Linked DNA regions of Zea mays: region 2 is linked to region 1. A link is a contact called in public Hi-C data. All regions are on one chromosome and are shown on one strand. Each heading gives the region's core, a stretch centred on a gene start, on an enhancer-like site or on the middle of the called end of the contact. The rest is flanking DNA. Distances are from core to core; before and after follow the strand shown. Region 1 has its middle 9.8 kb from the start of LOC100273606. Region 2 holds the start of LOC100381745.

Region 1 (3,390 bases), core at 258-2,757:
CACTCAACCCTTGGTCAACTGAATCTTGGTCATTCATCTTGGAGGACCGGCTACGATGACATAGCACACCCTATGCATGATCCCTAGGAGCATTATGGGTACCACAGTGGTGCCTCATCATTGTATCGAGGTATGCCAAGCGATCCTGATTTTGTAGCTACAGGGCCATCATCCTCCATGTTCTATACCTCTTATAGCCGAATCATGAGATGTCTCGACGTCATGATGGAGGGGCAAAATCTAATAGATCAATCAGCGCACTGCATATAACCATTCGGCGTCATGATGGAGGGGCAAAATCTAAGAGATCAATCAGCGCACTGCATATATCCAAATCACGACGTGCTCTGGGAAACCAGAGAAATTGCAGATACAATGTTGGAACACACCCATCACTAGCACAATTGTCAAGGTTTTGAACCCATCAGTAGCGCAAATTATCGCACACACTTTCAAATAGGCAAATTGAACTTTGGGGTAGCCGTGCTAATGCCAGGACATTTGTGTTATACGGTTTTAAGCTAACGTTTTATTCCTCATTCATGAGTTGCCTATAAACAACTTCATGATCAAATATTGAATAGATACATATTTATATACATTAGTTTCCAATTCAAATTATTCACCGTTTTGAAAGTTTCCAATCAATGTCAAAGTAAGTTATACTACAAAGAAGGTATAACTGAGGTTTTTGTTTGGTGACTAGTACAATGCTCGTGCGCCGCGACACGGCACACAAGAACATATATTATACTTTATCTTAGTCAAAGGGCTAGAAAGGTATGTGTTGAAAAGGAGTCCGACTTTATAGTTCGCTGGGTCGCTCGTCCTTCTCTAACTAGCTGGGTGATACTATATGTGGGAGCACTACAGTGCGTGCAGCTTTCTGTCATGCTAGGCTTGTGTGATTTCTCATGTTCCATCTGTGGGTAACGACCCCACTAATAGGACTTGGATAGGTTTTACGGTCTATCTATAAGGTAACAACTCATTGTAGGGGAAGGGAAATCAATATACGCGTTTCACGCGTGATGCAGCCGTCAAGAAGGTGCTTTATAGTAGTAAAGAAGCTTCAGCTAAATATGACTCTAATTCGGCTTCATAAACAATAGCTATATTGTAGTAATGAGTATAGCATTTCTCTTTTCTCAAAATGAACTTGATAATGCCAATTTTTGTGGCTTGACTAGCTCCGCCTTCGTCTATGCCAGGTATTAACCTAGCTGCCGTGAACGGGGCTAGGCTAGCCTCCTAGTTTAACCTAATAGCTCGGGTACTGCTCCACAGCCTCTCAAGGCTCAATCGAGTGATCGCTCAATCCCAAACCTCGTCCATGACAACGCCTCAACCTACCTCAAATCCTCATGGCAACTGGTAAGCATAAACGACCGGGACTCAAGATTCAGGAATCATGGACTCAAATCGATAGCCGTTAGATCGGTCCATCACGGCCGTCCGTTTATTTGAATTAGCAACGATCCAACAACCACCATCCGCAGCCCTGTCCGAGCTCTGCACGGCCGCACCCCAATGCCCGTCCCCGGCGAGCCGTCTCCTCCGGCCTCGCCTCGACAATACTCGGGCCTCCTCGCCGCTCTCCACAGCTGTATATCTGGCGGGAACGCCCCCGCGGCTGTCTCCCTTCTGCCCACCCTCGCTCGCGCCGGCCTGCGCGCGCCGTTCCCGCTCCTCTCCTCCCTCGCCGGTCTCCTCCTGCTCCGCCCAGCCGCGCCGTCCTTCCCCTCCCTAGCTGGCCGCCTCCTCCTCTACGTCCGCCTCGCCGGCCTCAAGCACCTCGTCCCCTGCTCCACTCAGCTAGCCGACCAACTCCTCTCGCTTAACTTCCTCCTCGGCCGACCGCGTGACGCCCGCCGGCTGTTCACCAAAATGCCCCGCCCCAGCGTCCACTCCTATAACGCCATGCTCGCTGGGTACGCCCGTCTGTCACTCGCCGCACCCGCTTCTGAGGTATTCTCTTCCATGCCACACCGGGAACTCGTTTCTTACAATGCTGTTATGCTCGCGCTCGGGCGTGGCGGCGAAGCGCAGGGAGCTGTGGAGCTGTACTCCGAGCTCCGGAACATGTACCCCTCCCTTGGGTACAACTATCACACCTTCTTGGCGCTCCTTGTGGCCGGCGCCCAGCTCATGGATAGGGAGCTTGCCAGGCAATTCCATTGCCATTTGGTGGTTCTTGGGTTCTTGTCTGATGTGAAAATTGCCAGCTCTCTTCTTGATGTTTATAGAAAATGCCATTGTGTTGATGATGCTAGGAAGCTGTTTGGCGAGATGCATATCAAGGATGTGCGTATGTGGACGACAGTAGTTTGTGCCTGTGCTGAGGATGGCCAATTGGCTACCGCTCGTCAGCTCTTTGATCAGATGCCAGAGAGGAATGCGTTTACATGGACTGCACTCATCGAGGGATATGCTTGCCATGGGCAGCCAATGGATGCACTGAATATGTTTCAACACATGATGAAGGAAGGTTTGCAGCCAGATCAAATCACCTTGGGTTGTTGCCTGAGTGCTTGTGCGGCTATGCGTTCACTGAACCTTGGGCAGCAGATCCATGGAATGTTGCTAAGATGTGGCTTTGATCGAAGTGTGATGATCGTTACCGCAATCATTGACATGTATTCAAAATGCAGTTTTCTGTCTGGTGCCATAAAGGTGTTCAGCCTAACAGGTAAGGAAAGGAAGAATGCAGTGCTGTGGAATGGCATGTTGTCTGCTCTGTATGATCATGGTCATGAACAGGATGTGATTGGATTGTTTGTTCAGATGATTCATGGAAGACACAAGCCTGATGCTAATACATTCTTTCTGGTTTTGGTGGCTTGCTGCCACTGCGGCCTAGTTGAGGAGGGGATGAATTTTTTTGATTTGATGAATGAGAGATACAGGATTGTTCCAGGACAAGAACACTATTTTTGTATGGCTGATTTGGTTAGCCATGCATCATCCAATAATAAAGTAATTGAATGGATCAAAAGCTCACCATTCAGTTTTAATCTACGCGTTTGGGAAGTTCTTGTTAGGAATTGCACCATACATGGCAACATTGAATTGTTGAATAAGGTAGAGGAGGAACTGGCTAGATTGGACCATCCAGAATGAATGGACGGTTGTTCTTTGTTTGGCTTATGAGGTTGAGGTTGAAGGATGGTCATGCTTGTTCGATGAACAGGAGCCATTCGTTTCGATAAGCAGAGATAAGATGGCAACAACCGCATCCTGCTTATTGAAGAAACAGATCATTGTAAGGACTGTTCAAGCAATATTCTCAAATGAATGATGTCCTGCTGTTTGTCTTCCCAATTTTGATGGGGAATAAAAGGTAGATTTGCAGCTTTTCTCAAGCGAACAATGTGATGCCACATCAATGCT
Region 2 (3,390 bases), core at 245-2,744, 190 kb before region 1:
TTTTCTTTTAGATACTTTTAGTTAATATGAAAGCTTTTCTTTTAAAATCTTTTAATTAGTATATAATACATTGTTTTATTCAAATAAAATATATCTGGTTACATGATTAAGCAAATAAAATTCTAAAGTTACAATTAAAATTACATAACTTAAAAACTAAAAAAATGCCTAGTTCATAAATATAAATAATAAACTATTATACTCTTTTTCATATTCTTATTTGGTCTTTTCCGCCGTCTCTTGTCTAATTTAAGTTGTTTTATCAATTTTTAAGGCCAATCTATAGACCCCCTTTTCGTGTCTTCATCCATGTTGACCATGGAACGATCTAGCAAGTTATTAAATTGCTTAAATAATTTAGTTTCAAGAATCCTCTAGAGCTTCTTTAATATTTATTTCTATGTAGACGGAGACTCGCTACTAGTTCTCGGGTCCTTTTCCTTCTGGTGTGCTCTTGCCCTATCGCGACCAATGGGGCAGTGCGTCCACACTTTTTCTGTGACGTGGAGCTATAATCATCATCTAAGTTTAGACAAAATCTTTTGCTCCTATCACTTAAGTCATCGTCATTGTGCTTCGTGCGACACTTGGGCTAATGGTGAAGAGCGCACCAGCATATATGCGCTAGCTTGAACTTGGTTTCTCTATGATTGTTGCGAAAACTCACCTTGGTTATATGTTTCAAGCAGCATGACATCATTTGCTCTACTTGGTCAGGCCATGTATAAGCGGTCGTTCTAAACAAGGCAATCACGCATTCGGTGCACATGTCTGTCGCACACATGACACATTGAGTTTACTTTATTGTTAAACTTCTTATAGGCTCTTATAGGGTTACTCAACACTAGTTTTTAGAAATGTGCATCACCACTTTTACACTAGACTTATCTAAGAAAAGTTACCCATCTATGCCTCATTAATAGTACGGCGAAACAAAAAAAATAAAGATCATATTGTTAATCTATACATCTAGCAATCTAGCAACTTTTTGACACATGAACTAAGTGTTTCTTAACCTCCTCGATCTTCCTTTAAAACTTGATAATTGATCTCAATCAGTAGGAGCATAGATATAGCTAACTCAATTTGTCTCTACAAAATACGCAATAGTTACAATAATCTTACATCGTCATTAATCATTGAAACACAGTTACGAACCTAGATGCTACGATCGGGTGTATATATTTATACTAACTCCTTGGTGAGCTTATTGTCACTTTATTTGATTTTTATGTACTCCTTTGGTTCTAAAATTAGTGTCGTTTTTGTTTGTTTGTTTTTTTGACGAGCCAAACGTTCTTAACTTTAATCAAATTTATATAATAAAAATGTTAATAATTACGGTGCATAATTAATATTATTAGATGAATCACTCCGTTTCGTTCCGACTTCCGACTTCCGAGCCTCGGGCACACGCACCCCATCCCGTGTCGTCCTTCTCTCCCCCGAAATAAAATCCCAGCCATTACGGCGTCATCGCCCGCCCAGCCCAACCACTCCAGTCCAGGGGGACCGCGTACAGGCCACAGCGCACAGCACAGGGAAAACCCGAGCCGCCCTGCGGTACAACGCCGCTGGTACAATACAAAGGCCACGCCAAAATCCAAACCCAACCAACCAACCAACCGGTCTGCTGCTGTCTGTCTCCTGCAGTCTCGCGATCTGCCTCTGCTCCTTCCTTCCTCTCGACACTCTGCTGCTGCGGGCCTGCGGCTGGCCGACCTGATGAGCGCAGGGAGATGAGGTGCAAGCTCCACCCTTACGCCAACGCCGTGGGCGTCTGCGCGGCCTGCCTCCGCGACCGCCTCCTCGCGCTGGCCGCCGAGCGCGCCCAGGCCGCCGCCGAGGCCAGCAGCGACGGGGGCTACGGGAGCAGCAGCAGCTCGCCCCCGCCCCTACACCTGCCCGCGCGGCGCCACCGCCAGCACGGCCACGACGAGGCAAGAACCGGGACGTTCCCACGCTCCGTGTCGCCGTACGTGCAGCGCCGGCGCTCCGACGCCTGCGCCTACTACGCGACCTCCTCCTCGTCGTCGTCGTCGTCCGCGTACCAGCACCAGCCGAGCCTCCTCTTCTTCCGCACGCCGCAGGTCGGGCCCGCGTTCCGCGGCGACGAGCCCGGGGACGGGGAGGACACCGGCGGCGGCAGCAGGAGGAAGCAGGCCGCGCCGCGGCGGTCCTTTCTGTCAGCGATCTTCGGCGGCAGGCTGCGGCGGCGGCACGGGCGGGAACGGGAAGAGGCCGGCAGGAACAGGAAGGAGCCTCCCCGGCGGTCCACCTCGTGGCTCTCGGCGATCACCCGCCGCAAGCGGAGGCCGGGCGAGGAGCCTGAGTCCTTCCCGGCGCCGCAGGACGAGGAGCCTGAGTCCCCCGGCGGCGGCAGCTGGTGGTTCCCCTCGCCGTCGCCCGCCAGACAGCAGCACCGGCGGCGGCACGGCGCGGGCTCGGGCGCCAGCGGGGACGGAGTCTCGGGGCTGGCCGTGTGCCTGAGCCCGCTCGTCCGGCCCAGCTCCGCCGGCGGCCGGCGCCGGTGCCAGCCGCCGGACCCCTCCGCGCTGGGAGACAGCCACCGGCGGCTCGCGTCGTTCGGGCGCAACGCCTCCCGGAAGCTCGCTGATATGGGTCGGCTCCGATGACGCGGCCTCGCCGACCGGTCCTCGTCGTCGCCGGCGTGCCGGGGCCAAAGATCTCTTTATTTTGTGTAATTTCGAAGATGCTATGACGGTGTTCGTTACTAGTACAGTAGTAGTAGTAGCGCTTAGCGCCTAGCTAGCCGCCACGAGAGCGGAAACAAATTTGCAAGTAAAATTCGATGGTGAAGGCAGCCAAGTTTGGCAGCTGCAGCAGCAGCAGCAGCACATTAGACGAAGACATTGGATTAGCGAAGGTGTCAATGACGGCGATCTGGGGAGCTCCGCTAGCTGGCCTCTGACCCCGCGACTTGAATTTTGTTCCGGTCGATCTGTGTGTGCGCCGGCGGCGTTTTTGGTCGCGCTCATCATTCACTCACTCCCGCAGCCCGTAGGCAGGTGGTAGTTATCAGCTGGGCTCCTCCCGTTGGACTTTGGATCCTTCCTGTTCCGTTAACAACCGTAGCTTCTGCTCCTCCTTCAATGCCAAGGTAGCTGGATTTGGAGCACTGCCGGCTACTGTAACAACCGTAGCTGTAGCCTGTAGCAGCATGTGAATTCGTTCGTTCTGTCGGATGCTATATGTAGTATGCGTGTAGGATAGGAGCAGCAGTAGCATAGCATTGGACGCGAACGCGACGAGGGATATTAACGAACTGCGTCACGTCATGTCCTCATGGGTCGCCCGACCATTATTAAAAAAAACGCTGCCGTGTGGCGACAAGGCCCGCGGACTGCGCTCGCCGTGCTCCATGCCCGC

What was found. Hi-C and Micro-C count contacts between places; a contact is called where the count stands out from the background.
Region 2: a contact with region 1 is called in a Hi-C map of endosperm, with 2.2 times the contacts expected there. The contact joins the promoter of LOC100381745 here to the enhancer-like site in region 1. A contact is called at or near these places in 5 of 25 Hi-C or Micro-C datasets (ear, endosperm, leaf and 1 more).

The regions. Positions count from the first base shown.
Region 1 is chr1:97,511,023-97,514,412 of Zm-B73-REFERENCE-NAM-5.0, reverse strand. No RefSeq gene overlaps it. Among protein-coding and RNA genes, the nearest start is that of LOC100273606, 9.8 kb to the right of the region's middle. Within about 2 kb of position 1,507, at least 14 of the 20 cell types and tissues checked have an H3K27ac peak or open chromatin away from gene starts, as enhancers often do. A contact at or near this core is called in ear, endosperm, leaf and 1 more, where this site is marked.
Region 2 is chr1:97,699,909-97,703,298 of Zm-B73-REFERENCE-NAM-5.0, reverse strand. LOC100381745 reads left to right here and starts at 1,494. Exons shown (of 1, transcript NM_001174550.1): 1 at 1,494-2,880. The coding sequence starts at 1,740. The coding sequence ends at 2,636.